Linked DNA regions of Mus musculus: region 2 is linked to region 1. The links are chromatin contacts, called in public promoter capture Hi-C maps. All regions are on one chromosome and are shown on one strand. Each heading gives the region's core, a stretch centred on a gene start, on an enhancer-like site or on the middle of the called end of the contact. The rest is flanking DNA. Distances are from core to core; before and after follow the strand shown. Region 1 holds the start of Dbx1 (developing brain homeobox 1). Region 2 holds the start of Nell1 (NEL-like 1).

Evidence for each region. Promoter capture Hi-C pulls out the DNA fragments that hold promoters and counts their contacts.
Region 2: a promoter capture Hi-C map of embryonic stem cells shows a contact between it and region 1. The contact joins the promoter of Nell1 here to the promoter of Dbx1 in region 1. A contact is called at or near these places in 9 of 39 promoter capture datasets (the 3T3-L1 cell line, the HPC-7 cell line, embryonic stem cells and 3 more), 14 of 484 Hi-C or Micro-C datasets (all in embryonic stem cells), 4 of 115 datasets of contacts at active chromatin or transcription factors (all in embryonic stem cells) and 1 of 9 other capture datasets (embryonic stem cells).

Annotation. Positions count from the first base shown.
Region 1 is chr7:49,633,177-49,638,949 of GRCm38.p6, forward strand. Dbx1 (developing brain homeobox 1) reads right to left here and starts at 3,659. Exons shown (of 4, transcript NM_001005232.1): 1 at 3,173-3,659; 2 at 2,451-2,552; 3 at 313-515. The coding sequence starts at 3,539.
Region 2 is chr7:49,971,469-49,976,933 of GRCm38.p6, forward strand. Nell1 (NEL-like 1) reads left to right here and starts at 3,882. Exons shown (of 20, transcript NM_001037906.2): 1 at 3,882-3,975. The coding sequence starts at 3,921.

The DNA of each region.
Region 1 (5,773 bases), core at 2,409-4,908:
CACATCCTCCACCTGCATACACACCTACCCATGCATATGCATCTATCTATTTATCCATATAGCTATCCATGTACCCTTACGTCCATCCATCCTCTCATTCGGCACTTGACTCAGCTGGGCAGGTGGGGGAGTAAGATAGAAGGGTGGGGTGGGGTGGGGTGGAAAAGGAGGCTGCTCTGGGGAAACCTCAAATAACTTGGCCTGGGTTTCCCCAGCTGCTCCGCCAGCCTAAGAGGCACCAGAGAGCCCTTGCAATTGATTGGCAGGGGCTAGCATGGCGTGTGAGGGTGGGGCGGTGGAGGCCGCTCGCACCTGCGAGTCCTTCAAGCCAAGCTTGGAGGCCAGCTTTTTCCGGTCTGGCTTGCTGATGTACTTCTGCTTCTGGAACGTCTTCTCCAGGGCTTTCCGCTGCACGTCAGAGAACACGGCTCTGCGCAGCATGCCCCGGCGAGGCTTGCCGCGAGCAGCCAGCGGCCAGGAGAAGGTCCCAGGGATAGGCACGACGCTGGAGGAAGCTGCGGGGTGAGGGAAGTAGAGAATGAGCCGGGTGTCCTGCAGAGCCGAGCATCCGCCTCTCCCAAGCTGTTTTCACTAGCGTTCTCCCTCCTTTTTCCCCCTCGAGTCCCTTCATCTCTTTAAAACACTCCTTTTTCTCCCCGTAGAGAATAGACGGAGAACCTACAACCTGTCTGAGTGAAAGGCGCTTTCCGCACAAATAACTTTCGCTTTCAACCGTGCAAACCCGGATTAGGAAAAAACCCACGAAAACAGCAGCCACAATTGCCTTTTGCTTACCCGCCCCCCCACTTCCATTCAATGGTCTTACAGAAACAGTCCGCACCAAACAGCTTAAATAGCAACAGAATAAAATAAATTACAGAAATGAAAATAATCCCACAGAGACCACTCAGCACACCTCCACTTTCCCCCCCCCCCAAGACCCACGGACACGCAATCACCTTGGTGCTGTCAGTACCTTTTAAGACAAGGCACTTTGCTGGTTTGGCAGACAGAAAAAAGTCTGTTTTGGCTTAAAAAAAATCCAGTCATTCATCGTTTTAAAAACTACATATGATTTTTCTGCCTCCCCCACAACGTAAAGAAATCAGCGTGAATACAAGGAAAGTGGCGTCTAATTAGCACATTGACCGCTTCCCACTGGGAATTGGCGCTATGAAAAGGGGGAGAGTTTCGCTTTAAGGGAGAGAAAAAGAAAAACAAAAAGAAACAGAGACGCTAACGAAGCGTGAATGGTAATTGTGTAGTAATGAACTAACCGCAAAAGGCTATGGACAAGCAGCGAGAGCCATATATTACCGGGACAAAAGAGGTTTACACTCAGGCTAAACACAACTGCAGGCGGAGACGATTGGGAGAGCGGTGATGGCAGAGGCTTCTCTACCCCCAATCTTTCACATTAAATGGACACGAAAAGCTATTTATAAAGCTCGGGTTGTTTTTGTTAGACCATTGAGACCCGGGAGAAAGGAGCAAATTCCATTGTCGGCAAAAGCCTGAATGGTGGTGGAAGAGAGTTTCTTCTCTCAAAAAAAAAAAAAAAAAAAAAAAAAAAAAAGCGTCGCTAGTTTCTTTTGCTGATGTTGGGAGTGCTGTCCTGGTCTTGCCCTGCCCCCACCCACTGCACTTTGGCTCTGGTCCCTTCTTGTCTAGGGGGCTTCCCTGCTTTTTAAAGCAGCTTTAAAGTGTTCGAGGCAATGCTTGAACACTCGTAGTTCTCAGCATGAAAACTCTTGAGGGTGCTTCTTCGCCTGTAGACTAGGACCCATAGCGGGATTCTGTCAACTGTTTCCTTTTTACAGAAAGAGCCCACCGGCATGATATAGGGTTGGGAAATCAAATTGGCAAGATAAGGTTGGGGTCGCGGGAGGATCTAGACTTCCTACCCTTAGGTAACCCCCAAGCATCGCACACAAGAGGGCACCCCATGCGGTCTTGTGGAGGGAAAAAAAAGCAGCCCTGAATGAATGTTAACAGGAAATTAGCTGCGGCTGGTAGGTGTTTTTCGGCGGCGTGGAGGGGCGAGGGCCGGTCTGCGTGTGGCTGCCGGAGGAGCTGGCCAATTGGTCACGGTGCTGAGACCTTTGTGGCGAATGGTGGCCAAGTGCACCAACTCTGTGGGAAACGGCGGCATGAAGGGATGCCAACAGCTCCTCGCCGGGAAGGGAACCGCCTCAAATGTGGACCATGACAATTCTTGCTAATTTGTAGAGCAGGGAATTGGTGCATAGTGTCAAGCAGTCACTGCTTGTGCTAAATGGGGTATCAAATTGGCGCGACGGATTCGTGAATGTTGTACGCCTCGCAACCTCTGAACCAGAGCGTAACCCCGAGGGGTGGACGGAGAAATACGACTTCGGGGTAGGGAGCGACCGGCCGGGACTGGAACGGGCTGTCCAGCCCGGAGCGGGAAAAACACGAAAGAGACCTACCTGGGAAATAGGAGGATCTGATAAAGGGTTGGAACGAGCCTTCGAAGTATGGAAAGGCGAACGTCTTGGGAGGAGGGCTCTGCAGCAAAGCGGGCGAAGTTTCTGGTAGGGCGAGGGAAGAGAGAGAGAGAGAGAGAGAGAGAGAGAGAGAGAGAGAGAATGAATTTGATCATGTGTTTGAATACTGTGTGGAGCATCGCGTACACGATCTAATTCACACTGCAGCAGGTATCAGAGGCATCTTTTAGAACGTATTCACTAAGTAAAATAAATTTGCGCAGCGTCGTCTCATTTGTGCCCCCATTTCATCACCATTCCAGAGACTTAGGAAAATAGGGAGGGGTGGGGTGGGCTATTGCAGATCTATCCATAATAGTACAAACCAACACAATAAACGTACTTGTTGGGTTTAAAGCAAAAAGTCTCTTTCCTAGTCTTGAGGGCGGGAACGCAGGCACCAAAGCGCGTGCGCTGAGACGCCCGACTAAGGAACTGCACTCACTGGCCCGGGGCTCAAGTTCATTTTGAGGATACTCGTAAGGCCTGAGACTTTTCTTCCCCTTAAAACCTCAGTACCATCGTTTCATAATCAGTAACCTGGCCCTTGAGGTCTGAGTTCCTGCGTGGAAATGTGCACTAACAAGCGCGGAGGAACAAGTTTGTGAAGGATTGAGTGGCTGTCAGGCCGCGGAACGCACGTCGAGGGCACGGCTGTATCTTACCTCTTCTAGGCGCCGAGGAAAGGATGGCATTCACCCCAAACTTCAGAAACGTGGGCTCGCTGGCAGGGGAGAGGGCGGTCTGTGGAGAACTGCCTCGCCGGCTCCCGGACCCAGGAGAGCCCAGGTCTGAGGTCCCCGAGTCGGCGAGGGCTGCAGGGGCCTCTTGACTGGGGGGTGACAGGCTGGCAGCGGGTATGCTGCGGGACAGGTAGGTGGGAGGCCGGCTGATGCGGATCAAATCTTCTACTAGGAAACTAGAGTGGCCGGAAAATGCGGATTGAAGGGACTGGGGCAGTGTTAAGGTGGGCGTGGGTCGCAGGAGGCTAGGGTATCCCGCGGGAGGCGCAAGGAGGCCGGGGAACATCATGGTTAGAGCGGGTCTGGCAGTAGCTCCCTTTCCCTGGGCCGGAGGGCAAGCGCCTGGCTTCCCGCCCCTCCCCCGATGCCCTCTTTGGCTCAGTATCCTGGTAACCGTCCTACTTGGGCGTCTGCGAGTCTTCTGTGGCTCTCCGGTCCAGGAGATGGTTTTATAGTGGCCCGCCCGCTCCAGCTCTTTGAAAACTGACAGCTCTGACAATGAAGTTCAACAAAGTTCTCCACTCGGGCTTCATTCGCGGGAGGCTCCAGGCTCTCTGATTGGTTCAGGGATGCAATTTATGATTGGATTAGTCTTCATAAGCATGGCCCTCACAATGGGGCGGCAACAAAGGCCGGCGCTCATCAACGCTGTGCATCGACGGCCTCTCTGCTATACAGTGAGTCCCCAAAGCTCTCGCTGGAGGTTTTTGTTCTGAAGCAACACCCGGGCTAATTAAATGCCTATTTAGAAGTTTCAGATGACATCTTGCCTCATAGAAAAGGAATTATTTAAAGAACGCACTAAATTTATCTGCGGCCTCCTGCTGAGACTAGAAAATAAATCAATAAATATTCATAGAACTACATCTCCAGGCTATCGGTAAAATAACTCTCCCTTGTGTGTGAGGGGCCGTGTGGAAAATTTCAAGCCCTTAAGTATGAAAACATACCGGTCTCCAGCTATTTCTCACTCAATGGGACTCGTAGAGCAGATGCGAGGGATGGGTTAGAAGTCCCACTCCCACACCCAGGGAGACTTGGAAATATAGAAACTCCGGTGCCATCCGATGACAGTCCGTCAGGGTTGGGAAGATTTGAGGGGTGTTGTTTTGTTTTGTTTTGTTTCCGGAGAATAGTTGAATTCCAAAGTTAGTGGGAAAACTATTTATTTCTAATTCCCAATAACCTGAAAAGAGGAAGAGAGGGAGGGAAGGAGTGAGGGAGCAGGGAGAGGGGAGAGGGAGAGAGAAGAGAGAGGGGGAAAGAGGAGGGAGGGAGGGAGAGAGGGAGAGAGAGAGAGAGAGAGAGAGAAGAGAGAGAGAGAGAGAGAGAGAGAGAGAGAGAGAGAGAGAGAGGAGAGAGAGAGGAGGGAGGGAGGGAGAGAGAGAGAGAGAGAGAGAGAGAGAGAGAGTGTTTTCAGAGAACTTCTTTGGGACTCCGCCCAGAGTGCAAGGCCGTTCACTTGAAGGAGGAAGGAGCCTGGCAGAGCCCTGAACCTAACCGGGCTGGGAATTCCACTTGGGAAGGGCTCAAAACCTTGAGAGCTCCGTTCCTCCGGTAGCTAGCGCAAACCTGTCAGGGTCTCTTTTTCCCAACCTTTAGAAACATTGACGTTCACCACCTAACTCTTTGTTTAAGCCAGAGAGCCCTTGAAAGTTCAGACACAACTCCAGCTATTTCGAGGCGCTTAACTCCTGCACATTTATTTGTGCCAGCTTCTGGGTTCACTGCAAGGGAGCAATGAATAAAAATTACGAGGAAGAACTAAGTTCACACAGGGAAAAGGGTTTCCTAAGTTTAATGTCTCCAACCAAAATCCTGGAGAGCCTCTCTTGGCTTTCGTGTGATGGTGCTGAGGTGGCTCTGAGCCTCCACTGCCCGGTTTCTGGCTCGGCGAGATGACAGATGTGTTAAATGTCCCATTCATTTCTTTAGTGCGATTGAACCCTCCCCCAAGAGAAGTGTGCAGCCCTGCCAGGCTGCCCTGATCCTATTAGCCATGAACTAACTGTCACTTTCAGCTGGTTTTCCTTTTTGCTTTTTAACACAAAGCTTTCTCCAAAAAAAAAAAAAAAAAAAAAATCTTATTAACCAGCCTATTTCTTTCGATGGTTTTGTTCAGGACGTTTTGTGTTGATGATCGCCATGTCGCTGCTTTAACCATTCATGGAAGTGCATCTGCGATTTATATCACATTAAACCAGAAACCGAGCACACTAAAGCTCTCCCTTGATTCAAATTAAAAAGTTATTTAGGGCCAGACTCTGGGGGTGAATTCATGCTTGAAGACTGGTGAAACTGCAGAGTTTCTGAACCCAGGACTGTTCCTGTGTTAGGAGGAAAAGCCTTCTAGAATGACCAGATCAAAAAAGTGGCCATTTAAATATAGACGTGGCACGGCAGGATTGTGTACGTGCAAGATCTGTTGGGGGAGTTTTGAAAGTTCTTTTTAAAAGTTCTTCAGCAAAATAGACTAAAACCCCCTTTTCTTCCTCTCCTCCTTCTCTCCCCCTTTTCTTTATT
Region 2 (5,465 bases), core at 2,632-5,131, 340 kb after region 1:
GTATTTATCTTCTCAAACTTGGATCTTCCCCTGGCTGTGGACTGACTTTGAATCCTGGCCAATGACTTCTCCTTACTTCTCCTCACTCTGAGAGCCACTGTCTGAAAGGAAGTCAGCTTGGAGTATCCCTAGAGGCCAACAGGACAAGGCAGTTTGCTTGTGTCCTTGATGACTGTCTATCAGAAAAACCAGGTGTTCCCTAGAAACTATGTTGCTTCATTTATTCAATAAGCAATTATCAAACCTCTAAATGTTCCAGGCACTACTCTGGTGAAACGAAATTGAGATGAACGAGAGAGACAAACCTCCTACTCATGGGGCACTGGTATTATGGTTGGGGAGATAGTGAACACACAAGTAAATGTGTAAATAATATTACTTACGGTAATCAGACACATGGGAAGAAAATGAAGCTGAGAGCCCTGGGGGTTGACAAGAGGGATTCTGCTCTAGGCAGCCTCTGCCCAGGGAGCTGACTTTTCAGCAGGGATCCAAGACTCATGTTCAAAGCCAAGTACACAGGGTACATCCTAGCACGATGAAATCTTAACCTGCAGGCAGGACAAAAACCTGCCTCCAGCTTGATTTCTTCGTGCCCTGCAACCAAAGCATGTGGTATCTTCACAATACCAATAGAATTTCTTTATAGTTTATGAAGTAGACTGTGACCTTTATGGTATGACTGACTTGTAAGGGCAAGCATGGAGGCAGTGAGGACACCCAGAAAGAGATAGGAATGAGTTGGAGGGTTGGGAGCCCCGGGGCTGCTGAGAAAACCACCTTTCCTCACAGATTCTGGCAGGGTTTTATGATTTACCTGTAGGCATAGGGTAGTTGTGGGTTATTTGATTGGGCCATGTGGTGAAGGCCAGTGCGTTCTCTTAGAAGTTGTCAGGAAACAAGTTTGGGCAACCAGAAACCAAAAATCCTTACTTGGTCATCATTACAGCCATCACTAAGGAATTTTCCAAAATATATAATTCACGTACTCCATGATTTACCAAAGTACACAATTCAATGTTTTATATATATAGTGATATCTCTGAGAGCCATATACCCATCAACTTTTTACCATCATGATTTTATGGTTCCCCTAAAGTAAACCCTACGTTCTTTAGCCATCATTCTCCAGATCCTCCTCCTACTCACTCCTCATCCAGAGGCAGCCACTCATCAGCTTCCTGTTTCTATGCATTTGTTTTTTTTCTGGAGACGTCACAGAAATGGACTATATGCCAACAGAAATCCACTGGGCCTATTCTCTGCTGGACCAACAGGTCTACCGCCCGCCCCTTCCCCACGTCCCCACTCAGGAAAGCGTGTACTTACCTGAGTGGACTGAGGTCCTTAGTTATCTAGGGAAGATTTATGAGCTTGTTGAGATTAACTCTTGTTACTGCTAATGGCTGCGAAGCTGCAGAGCTACGACAGAACATATGTCTCACTTAATTTTTTAAATGGAACACGCTGAAACCCTCATCCCACAGGACCAGCTACACAGTCTTGACGATTAGGGTTCAAAAGATACAAGTCCCCTGCTGGGACCACTGTGCCTCTTAGGGCTTCTGGGATTTCTGAGATCAAGAAAAGGGGACTAGGAAAAGCACTTCAGAGCCCCTAAAGGCCATAGAAGTGCATTTATACTGAGGGAGAGTTGAGGGTGGGACATGGTTCTCACAATATATAGCTTGGCATCCGGAGTCCTTACTTAGGAGGCCCAGTGAAACATGGGAAATCTAGTTTTCTGCAAGGGGTGTGTGTGTGTGTGTGTGTGTGTGTGTGTGTGTGTGTGATTTTAATGTTGGCATCACGTGCAGCATGCTCCAGGAGGAAGAGAAAGCCTCGACTCTGTAATGAAGACACAGGAGGAAGGGTCTGCTCTGGGGCCAAGTTGAATTTTGAGAATTTTGGAGAGTAAAGGGCTATGGAGACAGATTAGTTGGTAGACTGCTTGCCCAGGATGCACAAGGAAGCAGGTCCCATCCCCAGCACTACATAAACTAGGTGGCCCAGACATATAACCCTAGCATTTAGGAGATGAAGGGACAGGAGGTTCAAGGTTCAAGGCTAGCTCCAGATACATAACAAAGAAAATATTTGGGAGCTGAAATAAAGTTCAGTTGACACAAGGATCCAGGACACATGTCACAATAGATTGTAATTTCAGCAGCAGTGCATCCAACATTGTCTTCTATCTTCCAGGGGCACACACACACACACACACACACACACACACACACACTCTTAAAAGCTGGAGAGTTAAGCCTTGACATCCACTCTGTAATGGCCCAGTTCAGCTGCATTGCAGTGGGTACTTCTCAGGCTGATTTATCTTTCATGATTTCTTTCTTCACCTGCCGGGGAAGGTACGAACGGGGAGCAAATGGGCAAGGGGGTGTATACAGAATGTCCTGAAAAATAGGATCAAGGTCAGAGGACCATGTAGGTTAAGACCTTTCCTCTTCATAAACTGTGCAACTAAATTGGTGACCCCCCACTGGACTCCTGGGGTCAAAGGTATGTGAAGTAAAGGCCCTGGGAGCACAGAGGATGGGCAAATGCCAGAGAGAAACCCTGGAAAGAAAGCAGAGCTCTTTTGTTGAACTCTTTCCCCCCCCCCCCCTCTGGGATCTGGGAGGTTGTTATGAGTTTAAGTATCTCAGAGTAGTATTGGATGTTGGGGGAAGCTGGAGCCATAGATGGAGCCACAGGACAAGCTGGGGTGCGGGAGGCTTCGAGTCACATGGCATGAACATGTAAGCTGGAGGTACTGACCTTTCAGGTTCTGTGACTGCATCATCTCTAGATAGACTGAAGCACACAGTACAGGGACCCTAGCGGGGCGGCCCCAGTAGCAGAGGGTACACTAGACAGGAGAGACTCCTCTGCTTGTCCACTGGTCGCCAGCAAAGCCCAGCTTTTCTCTCTACAGAATGGTGTTCCAGTAGGGGTTTCCAAAGAAAGGAGAGAGAGAGAGAGAGAGAGAGAGAGAGAGAGAGAGAGAGAGAGAGAGAGAGAGACCGAGACCTAAACAGCGGGTTTTGGAGAAAACCATCCAGAAAGTCACACAACAGCCAAAAAAAAAAAAAAAAAAAAAAAAAAAAGGTTTAGAAGGTTTAGAACTTCCCCTATGTGGCAGCATTTGGCCTGTAGAACGAAGCTAGCAAACACTTCTTAAATTCGAGCCATAGATTGCTCTAAGCTCAGGGACTCCCACCTCAACACCCTCAACCAGCACTCTTAAAAGCTAGTATCCAGTCACAAGAGCCTTTGGCTGGGACTAGACAGCAAGTACAGGTGGCGGTTGGGGACTCAGGCATCATCCGTCCCCTGCCCCCTCCTCCGCCCCCACCTGCTCCTCCCCACCCACTTGCTGGAGCGAATCGGTAGTAGTTATTTCCCAAGGAGGTGCTGGGAGCACTTCTCGACACCGCCTAGGTCTGGTTCCCCTAGGGAACAAAACCCACGCACGCAGGCTGGGCGGCTTCGGACCCGGCCTGGATGAACTGTTGCAACTTGGGCAGCCCGCAGCGCGGCGCAGTGGCAGAGGCGGGGGCGTGAAGCCGTGAGGCGCGGGTAGCCGGGATCCTTGCATCTCCGGAGTCCAGGAGGCGAGCGGAATCCGCACAGACTCCCAGGGCAACCTGCGGGAGTGGCGGAGCCCCGCGCTCCCGCCCTAGCTCAGGGGGAGCGCAGCTGCAGCAGGGTTTAGGGCCCCAGCCCCGTGCCACCGCCACCCGCGGTGGAGGGTGGGCTGGGGGCGGGGCAGTCGGGGTTGCTTTCCCGGGCGCCGCCGAGCCACCTCCCCTGCCGCCCGCTAGTAAGTTTGGCCGCTTCGAGCCCACAGAGCCGCGGCTTTCTGAAGCATTGGTTTCTTGCTGGCGTTGGTGCGCCCTGCTTGGCGGGGGGCCTCCGGAGCGATGCCGATGGATGTGATTTTAGTTTTGTGGTTCTGTGTGTGCACCGCCAGGACAGGTAAGCAAGGCTGGGCATTAAGCGGGATTTGGGGGAAGGTGGTGGTGATGATAGTGCTGCTCCCGACTGCTGTAACCCGGGATTACTCTGTCTAGGAGAGACTCGGAACCTATCTCTGACGGGCTAGAGAAGGGCAGCAGAGTGCTTGGGTTCTGATTGCCCAGCACAGCTCGGGGTAAAAGCGCTAGAAAAGATGCCCGGGCGAGTGTTCTCTTCCCCGGGGACGCAGCAGCGGGCATTCAGTATGCGGGGTGCGGCCGGGTGGTCGCAGCCTTGTGTGGCTAGCAAGCAGCTTCCCGGTTCTAAGGAGTCAGAACCCGCTGCAGCGTGGCCAGAGATCCTACATCCTTGAACTTGCAGGGTGCGGTGGCCAAGGGTGTCCCCGAGCCGCGGGAGTTCCACCCGCAGAGGGAGCGCGTGCGGCAGGCAGGCGCGGCCAGAGCCGGGGGAGCCAGACGGCGCACGGGAGAGGGCTGCGAGGAAAGGGGGGACCCGCGAGCTCTTCCGTGGTTCCCACATGGCTCCCAGAGGGAACTCCAGGAGTGGTCTCCTGTCAGCTCCCTGCCCAAACAACTAAGCGAACAATTATTAGGAGGTAAATTGGACCAGTGGAGACGACAGAAGATTTTCTCAACCTCTAAACCGTGTTCCTCCTGCTGTCATCCAAGATTGTGGGGTGGGACCCGGGGCCAAGGAAACTGGCCTGATGACCAAGTCCCTATAGAATCTGCCTGCTGGAGGTGCGGTTGTGATGACCCTGAGGCGCACTCCACTCTTTCCTCTTCCACGGGGTTCCCTGACTCCGGGTCCCTGGGGTTCAAGAATGTAGCCTACTTCACCAAGCTTGCAGTAGTTGTCAGGAGGCAGGGGCGGGGTTAGGAAGGGTAGGAAGCAGATCAACAAGGCAGACAGGGGAAGAGATAGTTCTTGGTAGCCAGACATCAGATTCATTGCCCACAGACTTCGGATCCCTAGAATGGACGCATAGGCATTCCCTGTCCCCATGTCGGCGGCCCTCCAGTACCTTCATTCCCCACTCTAGAGGTTCAGTCTCCTTCCCAAGCCAGACAGCTGGTTTACGTTTAGAGGACTGAGGAACACACCCCTTCTTTAGTCGACTTAAAAAGTTCCCATCCCTTATGCCCCAGACTCCCCACTTTGGCAGGCAGTTAGGGGTCTGTGAGCTTCTAGCCTCCCCTCCCTTACTTCCCAGGACCGAAGTGGACTAAGGTTTTCCTTTGCCTAATCCCAGTGAGACGGGGAAACCTTTCTCTAGGGACAAAAGAACCTGAGTGTCTTTCCGGAACTCCCTTCGCAGCCAATAGACCCAAGGCTAAGTGGCGCTTACTACAGTTGCTCCTTGCAATTAGAACTAGTTCCAGGAAGATGAGGACATGGCCTACTAGTGCTGGGCTACCGGTGGGGAGGAGGAGAGTGTTGCTGGGGACATCCTACAGGGAAAGGGAAGATAGGGAGAAGACAGATGGCGA